3 separate regions of the Mus musculus genome follow, and all the other regions are linked to region 2. Evidence: chromatin contacts called from public HiChIP or PLAC-seq and Micro-C data. All regions are on one chromosome and are shown on one strand. Each heading gives the region's core, a stretch centred on a gene start, on an enhancer-like site or on the middle of the called end of the contact. The rest is flanking DNA. Distances are from core to core; before and after follow the strand shown. Region 1 overlaps Plut (PDX1 associated lncRNA, upregulator of transcription). Region 2 has its middle 24 kb from the start of Gm34700. Region 3 holds the start of Gsx1 (GS homeobox 1).

The links. Hi-C and Micro-C count contacts between places; a contact is called where the count stands out from the background. HiChIP or PLAC-seq counts read pairs in DNA pulled down with a chosen protein or histone mark.
Region 1: an H3K4me3 HiChIP or PLAC-seq map of intestinal villus epithelium shows a contact between it and region 2, with 18 times the contacts expected there. The contact joins two enhancer-like sites. A contact is called at or near these places in 4 of 15 datasets of contacts at CTCF or cohesin (the NIH/3T3 cell line, embryonic stem cells, large pre-B cells and 1 more), 50 of 484 Hi-C or Micro-C datasets (B cells, the Ba/F3 cell line, the C2C12 cell line and 31 more), 6 of 115 datasets of contacts at active chromatin or transcription factors (the 230-238 cell line, bone marrow-derived dendritic cells, intestinal villus epithelium and 3 more) and 1 of 9 other capture datasets (embryonic stem cells).
Region 3: a Micro-C map of B cells shows a contact between it and region 2, with 2.9 times the contacts expected there. The contact joins the promoter of Gsx1 here to the enhancer-like site in region 2. A contact is called at or near these places in 16 of 39 promoter capture datasets (the 3T3-L1 cell line, 3T3-L1-derived adipocytes, the HPC-7 cell line and 10 more), 1 of 484 Hi-C or Micro-C datasets (B cells), 3 of 115 datasets of contacts at active chromatin or transcription factors (embryonic midbrain, embryonic stem cells and large pre-B cells) and 1 of 9 other capture datasets (embryonic stem cells).

Annotation. Positions count from the first base shown.
Region 1 is chr5:147,233,373-147,237,105 of GRCm38.p6, reverse strand. The region is part of intron 3 of Plut (PDX1 associated lncRNA, upregulator of transcription); the gene reads left to right. Gm38750 (a long non-coding RNA gene) reads left to right here. Exons shown (of 3, transcript XR_868709.1): 3 at 1-228. Among named protein-coding and RNA genes, the nearest start is that of Gm38750, 3.3 kb to the left of the region's middle. Within about 2 kb of position 1,500, at least 20 of the 459 cell types and tissues checked have an H3K27ac peak or open chromatin away from gene starts, as enhancers often do. A contact at or near this core is called in the HL-1 cell line, intestinal villus epithelium and pancreatic cancer cells, where this site is marked.
Region 2 is chr5:146,674,451-146,678,235 of GRCm38.p6, reverse strand. No RefSeq gene overlaps it. Among named protein-coding and RNA genes, the nearest start is that of Gm34700, 24 kb to the left of the region's middle. Within about 2 kb of position 2,070, at least 117 of the 459 cell types and tissues checked have an H3K27ac peak or open chromatin away from gene starts, as enhancers often do. A contact at or near this core is called in B cells, the HL-1 cell line, the HPC-7 cell line and 4 more, where this site is marked.
Region 3 is chr5:147,186,444-147,189,971 of GRCm38.p6, reverse strand. It overlaps Gsx1 (GS homeobox 1), which reads right to left and starts at 1,276. Exons shown (of 2, transcript NM_008178.2): 1 at 674-1,276; 2 at 1-194. The coding sequence starts at 1,082.

The sequences.
Region 1 (3,733 bases), core at 251-2,750, 560 kb before region 2:
GGGAAGGTCAGGTCTGCTCAGGGATAAGTCTGAACTGTGACATTGCAATTCTGGTGAGTATCACAGACAAAGCAGGGCTTCTCAACATGTGGTCCTCGGATCAGCACAAACATCTCCCGCGAGCTTCTACAAAATACGGTCTAAGGCGCCAGCCAGACCTTCTGAATCAGGAAACTGAGACTGAAAAGCTGGGCAGTGGTGACGCACACCTTTAGTCCCAGCACCCGGGAAGCAGAGGCAGCTGAATCTTTGAGTTCAAGGCCAGCCTGGTCTACAGAGCAAGTTCCAGGACAGCCAGAGCTACGTGAAGAAACTCTGTCTCAAAAAGAGAAAGGAAGCAAGGAAGGGAGAGAGAGAGAAAGAAAGAAAAGAAAGTAAAGAAAGAAAGAAGGAAGGAAGGAAGGGAGGGAGAGAGAGAGAGAGAGAGAGAGAGAGAGACAAACTAGGGATTTCACAGACATCCTAGTAGTTTACCCATTCTAAGTACTCAACACCTGGATCTATATTGTCTTTTCAGTCATGAAACTTCATCTCAACTTGAAAATCTGAACTAGATCCCAGTGATATGTCAGTTATGGGGTTAGAGGGAGTGAGGTAGGAGGGCTGAGGGAAGATTCCACCCTGCATGTCCTCAGCCTCTAAACCAGAGGTTCTCAACCTGTGGGTCATGACCCCCCCACCCCCCCACCCCGCCAGACCTTTGGAAGGCACCACAGGAATTTACATTACAGGTCCTAACAATAGCAAAGTTGCAGTTATGAAGTAGCAATAAAAAGAATGTTCCCACAACATGAGGAACCCTATTAAATAGGGTCACCACATTAGGAAGGTTGAGAACCACTGCTGCAGCCATGAGCGGCTTCCGTGCTGTGGCTCTGAACATTGAGGAAATCACAGGCAGAGGCCAGGGATTGCTGGCGATGGCCTCTGTCCCAGCCGTGTGTGTTCTGCAGGAGTGAAGGAACAAGAGAGCTCTCTCTCCCTGCCAGATCTGCTGACTTTGTGACTAGCACACCTGTCTGGCTAGCTTGTAAACTGAATGGCCACTTTCTCCTGACAATGGCCTGCTCAGAGAATGATTTATGGGCAGTCAGTTCTCATTTATAAAAACGACAACACTCCAGCTGATAATATTGATAGATGTGAAATTCGGTATCTGCAGGATAAAAGCCACTGGCCCCGCCGAGACTTTTGGCCGCCTGGCAAAGGCGTGGTGTGCTGACTGCTGCTAGTTCTCTGAGGAGTGTTTAAGGTCCACGGCATTAAACTCAACACTAGGTTCTGGGCAGATCCCAGGAAGAAAGGCTACGGAGGAAATGCTTTGCTCTGTGATTCTCATATAGCAAGGAGCTATGGGGTCAGTCACTTAGGTCACGGAAGACAGACATGTGGGCAGCGAAGCTGTGGCTGAGACGTCCTCAAAGAGCGCTCTCTGTGGTGTGCCGGTAAGTACAGTGAGGAGTTGGCACCACCTTATATCTGCAGGTTTCAAAGTTCTTGGGGTGAGTCAGCCGTTCCTTATACTTCTTATGAGGCACCCTGAAGTACAGGTTAGGCAGTGGCAAGGCAGGTCATGGAGTGACTAACCAAGCTGCTGCCCTTGTGACCCAAGGACAGCTAGAGAAGGAGACAGGGTCTGCAGAGGACTTTCACAGTTTGGTGCCCGACCTGGTGCCGCACCGGATCCCCCAAGCAGGTACGTAAAAGCTCTGATTTCACTTTTGGGTGTGAGGCATAGAATCTGGGAGCCCCCTGATGCTGAGCCACACCCCCTCGCCTCTTAAACTAGCTCCTCTTCAAAAATTTTGGTTTGGTAGGTGTGTGCTAGGGTGGAGATCGGAAGTCTAGTTTAGCCGTGTCCGTGGGTGACTGCGGTGCATGACCACACTTGGCACTTAAGAGTCAATGAATATGGGGTGGAGGAGCTGCGGAGGTACCGACTGCCATCAGAAAGGTGAGGGACCCGACCACCACCAGAAAGGCTATTCTCTTCCTTCCTACTACTCCCTCAGTCAATCAGGGTCTCCACTTAAAGGGGTTATATGCCCTGTTGAGATGTCAGTGTGTCCCAACAATTAAAAATTATTTTTTTATATTGTATTCATTTACTTACTTTGTATATACGGGTGTTTGGCCTGCATGGATATCTGTGAAACACCTGCATGACAAGTGCCCAAGGAGGCCAGGAGCGGGCGTCACATCTCCTGGAATTGGAGTTATAGGAGTGTGAACCACCATGCCTGGGTTGGGAATTGAACCTGGGCTCTTTGGAAGAGCAGCCAGGGCTCCTCGCCACTGAGTCATGTCTCCATCCCCATGATTCTGATCAGGGTTGAAAGAAGCTAATGTTTTCTGAGGGACAGAGAGACATTTTTCTTTAGCCTTGTGGTCACTGGTAAGTTGGCCACACCCCTGTAAGTAATGCCTCATCCATTCCACCCTCCTCCCTCTCCCCTTTCACCCTCCTCCTTCTCTTCCATTTACTTTTGGGCCATTTCCTTCCTCCTGTCAACATTAGCGTTGGCCTTGTGGGAGGGGCATATCATTTTATCTGACCCCTGTGATCGCATCCAGCAAAGACTCTTCCAGACCTCACACGGGGTACATGTCTTGAGTTATGGCAAACTGGTGGCAATAAGAAAAGTCCTTTATTCTGATCTGAAAGGCTGATGGTGGAATGTGGGCCTTAGAAAGCACAGCTGTTTGCCCTGTTTTCCCAACACTGAGTGGAAAGGAAAATCCTTCCTGAAGAACACATGTAAACATTTCCTGAGAAGGCCACGGTTCTGCTTCCTGCAGCTTAGGTTCAACATTCACACAAGGAAACGTGAAGATGGCTAACCACAGCAGCACGCAACTGTTGACACCAGGCCTGTCAGAGCCCTCCAGTCAGTCCTCTTGAAATGGAAGGAAGCTGATAGACCATCATCCTGAAGAGACAGGAGCCAATTACAGAGAAATGGAGGCTTTTCCGTACAGTCCTGGGGCATGGCGGCCTGGAGCATGCAGGCTACCCACTGCTGGTTGTGACAAGGCTTTGCACAGAAGTGAGGGGGACTCATGACCCTGAGTGACGAGGAATTATGTGACAAAGGGAGCATGCACTGTGCTGTCACCACTCAGCAAACCATACCTCAAACTCCTTCAGGGCCAGGGTGCCTTTTTGCAGCGTCTTTATCTTGTGCACCTCATAGAATCAGCTAAGAAGGCAGTGTCTATTTTCTCGCCAGCTAAGGGCTTGAGCTGTCCCCATAGTGTATGACAAAGGCACCCAGGAGAATCTGGATTTTATTCAGTGGGAGAGAATAAAGAGATTGCTAAGGGTTTGTGCGTGGAGTTGGTTCACAGAGAATCAAAACCACCTGGGGCCAGCTTTGGGTTATAGGACAAAAACTTAGCCTAAATGGGTAAGATATTCATATTATATAATTCAGTATTATCTAAAGAGACTATATCTGAGTGGGATAGATTAGCCTGGCATTGTGGCACATGACTTTAGGCCCAGTACTCAGAAGATAGAGGCAGGAGGATCTCTGTGAGTTCAGGCAAGTCTAGTCTGTCTACATGGGTGGTTTGGAGGTTCCAGGTCAGCCAGTGCTGTGTAGTAAGATATTGTCTTAAATAATAAAAATGAATCTGATGATGACGAAATAGAAGGACAGTCAGCTAGGCATGGTGGGGCATGAACGCAATCCCAGCATGCAGCAGTTTGGAAGATGAAGATCAAAAGCTG
Region 2 (3,785 bases), core at 821-3,320:
AAAAAAAAAAAAAGACCAGCAGACCCCAGGAAGCTGGAAACGTCTAGATTAGCTGTAGAGCTAATTGCAGGCAGGCACAGTAAAGCTATGATTTAATTAACTAATGGTGTTGTAAGCAGAAGGTGTGTGGGCCATTCTTCCCTGTGCTTTGTTTGAGCAGAAGCCTGGATATGCCCTAGACAGGCAAGGAGCATTTGCCTTGGTGTCCCCCTGCCCCTGGCTGTACTTCTGTCTGGGATGTTTCTATAGAGTGAGCAGTTTATCAGTTAATTTCTTTTATATGTATGGGTGTTTAACCTATATGTATGTCTCTGAGCTATTTGTGTGCCTGGTATCTGAGGAGACCAGACGAGGCCGTCAGATCCCCTGGAACTAGAGTTGTAGACAGTTGTGAGCTGCTGTGTGGGTGCCAGGACTCGAACCCGGGTCCTTTGGAATTGCAGCTGGCGCTCTAACCACTGTGCAATCTCACCAGTTCCTTCATTTGAGTAGTTCCAACTGAGTCTGTAAACACCTCCTCTTTGGTTGTTTGCTCTACTGCCCATGCGTGTTTTAAGAATGTAGATGTCTGGCTGGAGAGATGGCTCAGCAGTTAAGAGCACTGACTGCTCTCCTAGAGGTCCTGAGTTCAATTCCCAGCAACCACATGGTGGCTCACAACCATCTGTAATGGGATCCGATGCCCTCTTGTGACATCTCTGTAGAGAGCAACAGTGTACTGATACATAAAAAAAATTAAATAAATCCTTAAAAACACCACCACCACCACCAACAACAACAGAATGTAGATGCCGGTCCGCTGTGCAATCACATGTATGAGACATGCAATGCTGGTCTCGCATGGACTTCTCACTCTGCTACTGAAGGACTTGCGTCCCCATCCGTTCTGTCCGTATTTGCATGCCAGCTGGGCTGTCAACTCGACTCCTGGCAAAGGGGGCGTTCTGGGTCAGGAGTCTGTTGCCAGCTCTGAATTCTTTCCAAGGAAGGTTAAAATCCCTCTAGGGTATAATGCAGTCCCCCAAAGCCCTCTTAGCTTCTTTGGGGGCCCAAGGAGGACAAAGAATCTGGGGGAAGGGTGAAATCAGTGGATGGTTCTGGGGCTTAGGAATGGGGGTGGGGTGGGGTGGGTGGGGTGGAGTGGGGGCCTGAACCCATTCAGCCCCTGAGGGCAGTAGGTGACAGGGTTGTAGAAGGTCACTGCTATTAGAGAGGACTCTGGGAATGTCAAGCTGCTGCAATCACCCTCAGGAGGTCACTGCTGAGTTTGAGTCAGACTCTGTGGGATGAGAGGGTCCCTTTTAAGAGCCACTATTTAAATTTAAATTTTACTCTATGTCTTACCCAGAGCCACAGGATCTCAACCATGTGGACCCATGAAAGGAAACCACTTCTTTCTAACATAATAAAATACTGCTTTAACTGAGATACCATAAAACAGGACCACGTTGGCCGTCATCATGCATGCGGTTCGGCGGCATTGAGTCCCTTCTAGTCCTTGCGCAACCCCCACCATCTGCCTCCACGGCTTTTCATCATGCAGAACCGAAACTGGAGCAGATTTCATTAAACATTAACTTCCTCCACCCACCGCGGCCAGCTCCTGGCAGCCAACACCCCAGTCTTCCTTTCTAAGTCTGACCTCATGTATGTAACATCATACAGGAATTCTCTTCTCGGGTCTGGCTTATTTCATCAAGTCATTCAGAGTAGCCAAGTGTCCCCTGGCTTTAGCCACTCCGTCACATGTGCCAGGTTTTATTCCTTTTCAGTCTGAGTACTATTCCATTGGGTGCCGAGGCCGCGGTCTCCTCATGCTGGGGGACACATGGCTACTCTGAATGACTTGATGATGAACACAGGTGAACCAGAGACCTACTTGCAAGGAATACCTTCCAGGACCACCCTCTCCAGCTCCCCCCCCCCCCAGCCCCACTCTCCCAAGGATTTCTGAAACGGCAGGGTTCTTGGACACTATCCAAGATAGAGATGCTCTGTACAAGGACAGTCAATCGGATAACTGAGTTAGCTCCTAGGTAACTAGAAAACAGGTAGCATGTACCGTGTGGATACACTACACAAAAGCATGACCAACCCCGGGCTGGGAGGAGCGGAATGACAAAGGCCACTGTGCCACTTCTTGGAATGAGGCACTGTTTAGAACTTGTGAAATGCTCATTTCTGGATTTTTTTTTTTCCATTTAGTTTTCAACCCAACCACAGGCAGGTTGAAACTGTAGAAAGAGAATTATGGGTAAGAGCTTCCTCCAACTGCAAAGGAACTAGATGACTTTAAAGATTCCCCCAAGAGGTCCCAGCAAGTTGAGAATGGCTGAAGTTAATTGCTTTTGAGCACATATTATGCACCACTGACTACCTGATGGGCGTTTGCTCTGTGGCTCCTCACAGCTCGTGAAGTGGGACCCACCGCCATTCTTGGATTCAGAAATCAGACACAAGAGAGAGCCTCTGGAGCCACGGTCCAATTGTAGGTGGAGCTCAGGCCTCTGTCCCCAGCGCTATGCTATTCTGTCCGCCTCTCGCCATGGCTCCTGGCAGCACTTCCACTTCAAGGGAAAGGCCCTTGAAACACAGCTTAGAGACATCAGAATGCAATCTTCAATTTCACCCTGGAAAGAATTTTTTTTTTCCTGCACACCAAATATTTAGTAAGGAGGTTTAATAAATAAAGGTTGTTTATTTTATGTGATCATAGTTATTTTTATTTTAACTTGCAGCTTCATGGTTATTTTATAATAAGTTATCAGCCTGTGTGTTTCCTGAGGTTCAGTAATGCGGAAGCTGTTTCGTGGGACTAAGGCCGTGTGTTACCCGCGACAATACTGCCATCCTGTGGCGGGATGGAACACTGCAGCTTTGTTAACTATCCAATCCTGCAAGGGCAGGTGAAGAAAAGGTCAGGGTTGTATTCAAACGGGGATGGGGGTGGGGGTGGGGGTTGGGGTGGAGGGTGGGGGTGGGTGCCCTCTCCTGCTTGAGGCCACAGTCAGACCATGTCCTCAGTTTGTCAGAGTCCAGGACACACACAGTTCCTGTTCCCTTTGACTCTCGGAGACTCCTGCTCAGACGGGAGTTGTGGCGGGAGACTCAGGGCGCTGGTGGGAGGGTAATGGCAACCCCACCTGCAACCACAGGGACCAAGAATCCAAACGTGGTGTGCATCTCACCCTGTCCTTACTTTTAAGAGGTTTCTATTAACCAGAATTTTCCTTCCTTTCCTCTCTCATCATCCCCCCACGTCGCCTTCTCCCCTCCCAAAAAGGTTGGGGGAGTGTGTGTGGGCGGGGATGCATTGGGAAGTGACCAGATCAGACCTAATTGCCAGCAAACAAGCTCAGGTATATAGGAGCAGCTCTTGGGCAACGCCGAGGACAGAGAAGTCAGGTGGGGAACCCTGGATGTGTCAGGAATGAGCTGGCTTTTCGCCATATAAGGTCCTGGTTCAAGTGCTTGGTAGTTGTTCAACTCGGGGCTGGCGCCGTCCGGAACTCAGTTTTGGTGCCATCTGGGTAAGGGGGGGCTTGACAATTCGGGCAGGGCTGTAGAGAGGGGCTTTCTGGCCCACACCATGCTGGTCTTTGGTGATGGCTCGTGTTTGCTGTCAGTAAACCATGCATTATGGGCACCAGGAGGAGGGTGTTTGAATTAATTTAAATGTATGACTGTTTTGCCCGAACATATGTATGGGAACCATATGTATGTCTTGTGCCTGCAGAGGCCAGAACGACCATTGAATCCCCTAGAACTGGAGTTACAGATGGTTG
Region 3 (3,528 bases), core at 27-2,526, 510 kb before region 2:
GTGCTTCACCCGGCGGTTCTGAAACCAGATCTTCACCTGCTTCTCGGACAGGTTCAGATAGGTCGCGATCTCGATGCGCCGCAGGCGGGAGAGGTACATGTTGGAGGCGAACTCTCGCTCCAGCTCCAGGAGCTGTGTGCTGGTGAACGCCGTCCGCATCCTCTTGCTGCTGGGCAGCTGGTTCGAGCTGCTGTCTGGAGGGCGATGGGGGGGGGGGGGAGGGAGGGAAAGAGAGAGAGAGAGAGAGAGAGAGAGAGAGAGAGAGAGAGAGAGAGAGAGATCATCAAACCTCTGAGCCTTGGGCCTAATTTCCCGCTGAACTGAGGCTAGCCTCAACCTTGGAATCAGGCACACATCCCTTCCATCCTTCCATTCATCACTCCACAGGCGGGTGCCTCCTTGCCAAGTCACAGACTCCAATTCTCCTCGGAATCGGTTGTCCCTAACACCCCTTTAAGGAACATCTCAAAGCTGGCCTTAACCCCTTCCCCTTCGCCCCAGGATCTTTCTGGCTTCTCCCCGGTTCCTACGTCCGGTCCCAGTCTAGCACTGTGAGCGCCCCTCGAGTATCCTCACCGTCCCCCATAGCGCGCCGTTTCCCCATCCCTAGCTCACTCACTTCCCCCCACCCCGGGACCACCGCCCCCCAATTTCGCGCGGGGACCCCGCTTACCCACAGAGATGCAGTGAAACTGTCTGGGATCCGGCAGCGGGTAGGAGGTCTGGTAGAGTGCAGCAGCTGCTGCGGCCGCAGCCGGGCCGTGGGCGACTCCAGGGGACACGGAGTGCTGGCGGCCCAGGGGTGCGTGGCAGTACTGCGATCCGAAGGGAGGGAAGGACGCCTTGAGTAGCGGCAGTGCCGGCGGCCCGGGGGGCCCGTGCAGCTGCGAAGCGGTGACACAGAGGGGACACACGCACAGCAAGCCGGCCTTGCGCGCGTGGCAGGCGCCCGGCGAGAGGCCGTGGAGCGCGTGCGGCGGCGGGACCGCGTAGGGGAAGAGCGGTGGCGGGCTGCCCTCCGGAGCCTTCTTGTCGCTGGCTTCCCGCAGCACAAGGGAATCCACCAGGAAGGAGCGCGGCATGGCTCCGGCGCGCGGTCCACCTGCCGCCAGCCCGCCCCTGGAGCCCGAGGGAACTGCAGATCCTGTCGTAGCTTCCCCTGGCCGCGGCCACCCGCAGCTTCCCGGGCCCCGGAGGCTCCACGCGCGGCTCAAGCCCGGGCTGGAATCACCTTGGCTGCTGCTGCGGGCACCTCCCGGAGCGGGCGAGGTGCTGGCCAGCGCTAGTGGTGCTGAAAGACGCCGGCGGCGCCGCTTAAATAGGACTATTGCCATGTGATGGGCTACGCCAGGAGCGGCCGGGGCCTCTCAATAGGGTTTTTGTGCCCTTTCTCTTGGCATTCACTCTGCACGCTTCCTCATTATTTCACTTGTTAACTAAATGAACTGCATAATGTACTCTATTCTTGTCAACCCCACCCACGCCGTAACAGGCGCACTCGCCCCCCTCCTCTTCCCTTTTCGGGTTTATTTTCTCATTCTCCCGCGATTTAATATTCTTTTCTTTCTCTTTATTTCTTACTTTCCTTTGGCTTTGCGCTGGCGATCGGTCCATTTATCTTATTGATTTCCGCACCCGTGCTGCCTCGCTTGCACAGATCCCCGTGGGCGCACACCCATCTCCTCTGCCCACTTGATCCTGGTCCCTTTCTTTCTGTTACTTCTTCCTTGCTCGTTCCCCCCACCCCAGTTCCACCAAGTGTATCGCTTTCGCTTAGTTCTCGAAGCTCAGCTCTGCATCCTATGAAGCATCCTAATGGGCGGCCACCATTCCCACCTGTGGAGTCTCTTCTCTCGCACTATTTGGAGACAGAAAAACAAGGTTTCTGAGTGCGCCTCAGAGGATGAGAGAAAGGCTCCCTAGTCCTCATTGGAGACTAACCTCATCTCTGTCCGTGTTTTCTCAGAAAATCAAAGGCTCCCAATTTTGGTGTTGCCTGTGACTCCTCATCTTTGTTCGGTGGACCCTTGGCCAACCAGCTCTTCCCTTCAACAACAGGGCCGTGTATGTAAAGAAATAGCAACAAAACAAGTACGCGGGTGGGTAGTCTTTGAAAATACGGACAGATACATAGCAAGGGGAGTGAGAGCCGAATTCGTGGGTATGAAGCTTTCCCACCCCACCAAACGTGGTGAGTGTGGATGGTGTAGACTCTCACAGACGTTGCGCGCGCACTCTCCACTCGCACACACTCCACTAGACACGCCGGTGCACTCGAAAGCGTTGCTTCCCACGGCTGGAGAGAAAGGAAGAGCACTCTTCTGTCTTTCCCAGTTTCTGTTGCCCTTTGCTTCCTCCTACCGTCGCCGCACTCTTTTTTTTCTTTCTTTCTGGTAACACAATGGTTAAACAACTTCAAATGCCACGCTCTGTGTACACAGCTTCAGTTTTTTAAAAAAATCATCCCGGGATTCAGAGCTGTCTCTGTCCCTGTGCGTTTAACATACAATGAGAAATTAGCATAAAAGATTTCGAATTTACTACTTTCGATTTTACAAATCGCCACAGTCACCTGCTCTGAACCGTGAACGGAATCGTGAGACCAAGAAAGGGGAGCTTTACGGAGGGGGTGGATGAATCAGTGCAAGGCCGCCCAAACCCGAGGCCTCTGTATGGGTTTGCAGTGTTCATGACATCCGAGCCGCCACAAACAACTGGTTAAAAAAATCAAAGATGATTTGTTATGGGAGAGGGTGTGTGTGAGAGCAACTGCCTCGACAATGGGAGGGTCGCCATAGGGGGAGCTAACCTGCGTGGAGGGCGTGCCATCTCGCCATCTAGCAAGAGTGAGGGCTCAGTGGTCCCCTGGTGCTTGGCATGCGGTGCCCCCAAGCTATGGTCTCGGCCCCAAAGCTCCCGCAAACCAGCCGGTACGCATCAATGCAGCCTAATTCCCGTTCTAATTGCTCTCTGGGAAATTTGGGCTGGGCTGGGTGGCGGGAGAGCTGAGACTAGAGAGGGGCTCCCCGCTGGGCTGAGGCGGGTTAGGGCGGAACGGGTGTGGACGCTGCCCGAGGGTAGAAGGGGGAGGCTGCTGCGCTCCAAAGCTGGCAAGTCAGCCGAGGTGCCAATGCAAGGGCTCTCCTGGGAGCTGCCGAACGCCCCAAGCGAGGAAAGGGTTAAGAGCCCTTGAATACAAGCAAGGCCAAAGCTACTGGGAAAGAATATGGGGGGGGGGGGGGGAGAATAACCAGTTTCCCCCTCTCCCTCCAGCCCCTAGACCTTATTGAATGTCATTGAAGAAAGTTTTGAATGCCAGATAAAGAGAGGCGAATTAAAGTGTGTGACAGCGGAGGATAAGCAAACACAAAGAGAACTCTGTCACACTTTGGGACAAAATCCGTGGGCTTTTTACCAAGTCTCTTCGCTATGATTGAATTAAGTAATAGGAAAACATTTTCTTTCAGTTTAGAACCATTAGACAAAACCTTCAAAGCGAATAACACTTTTTAATGTGCGGCCCCACAG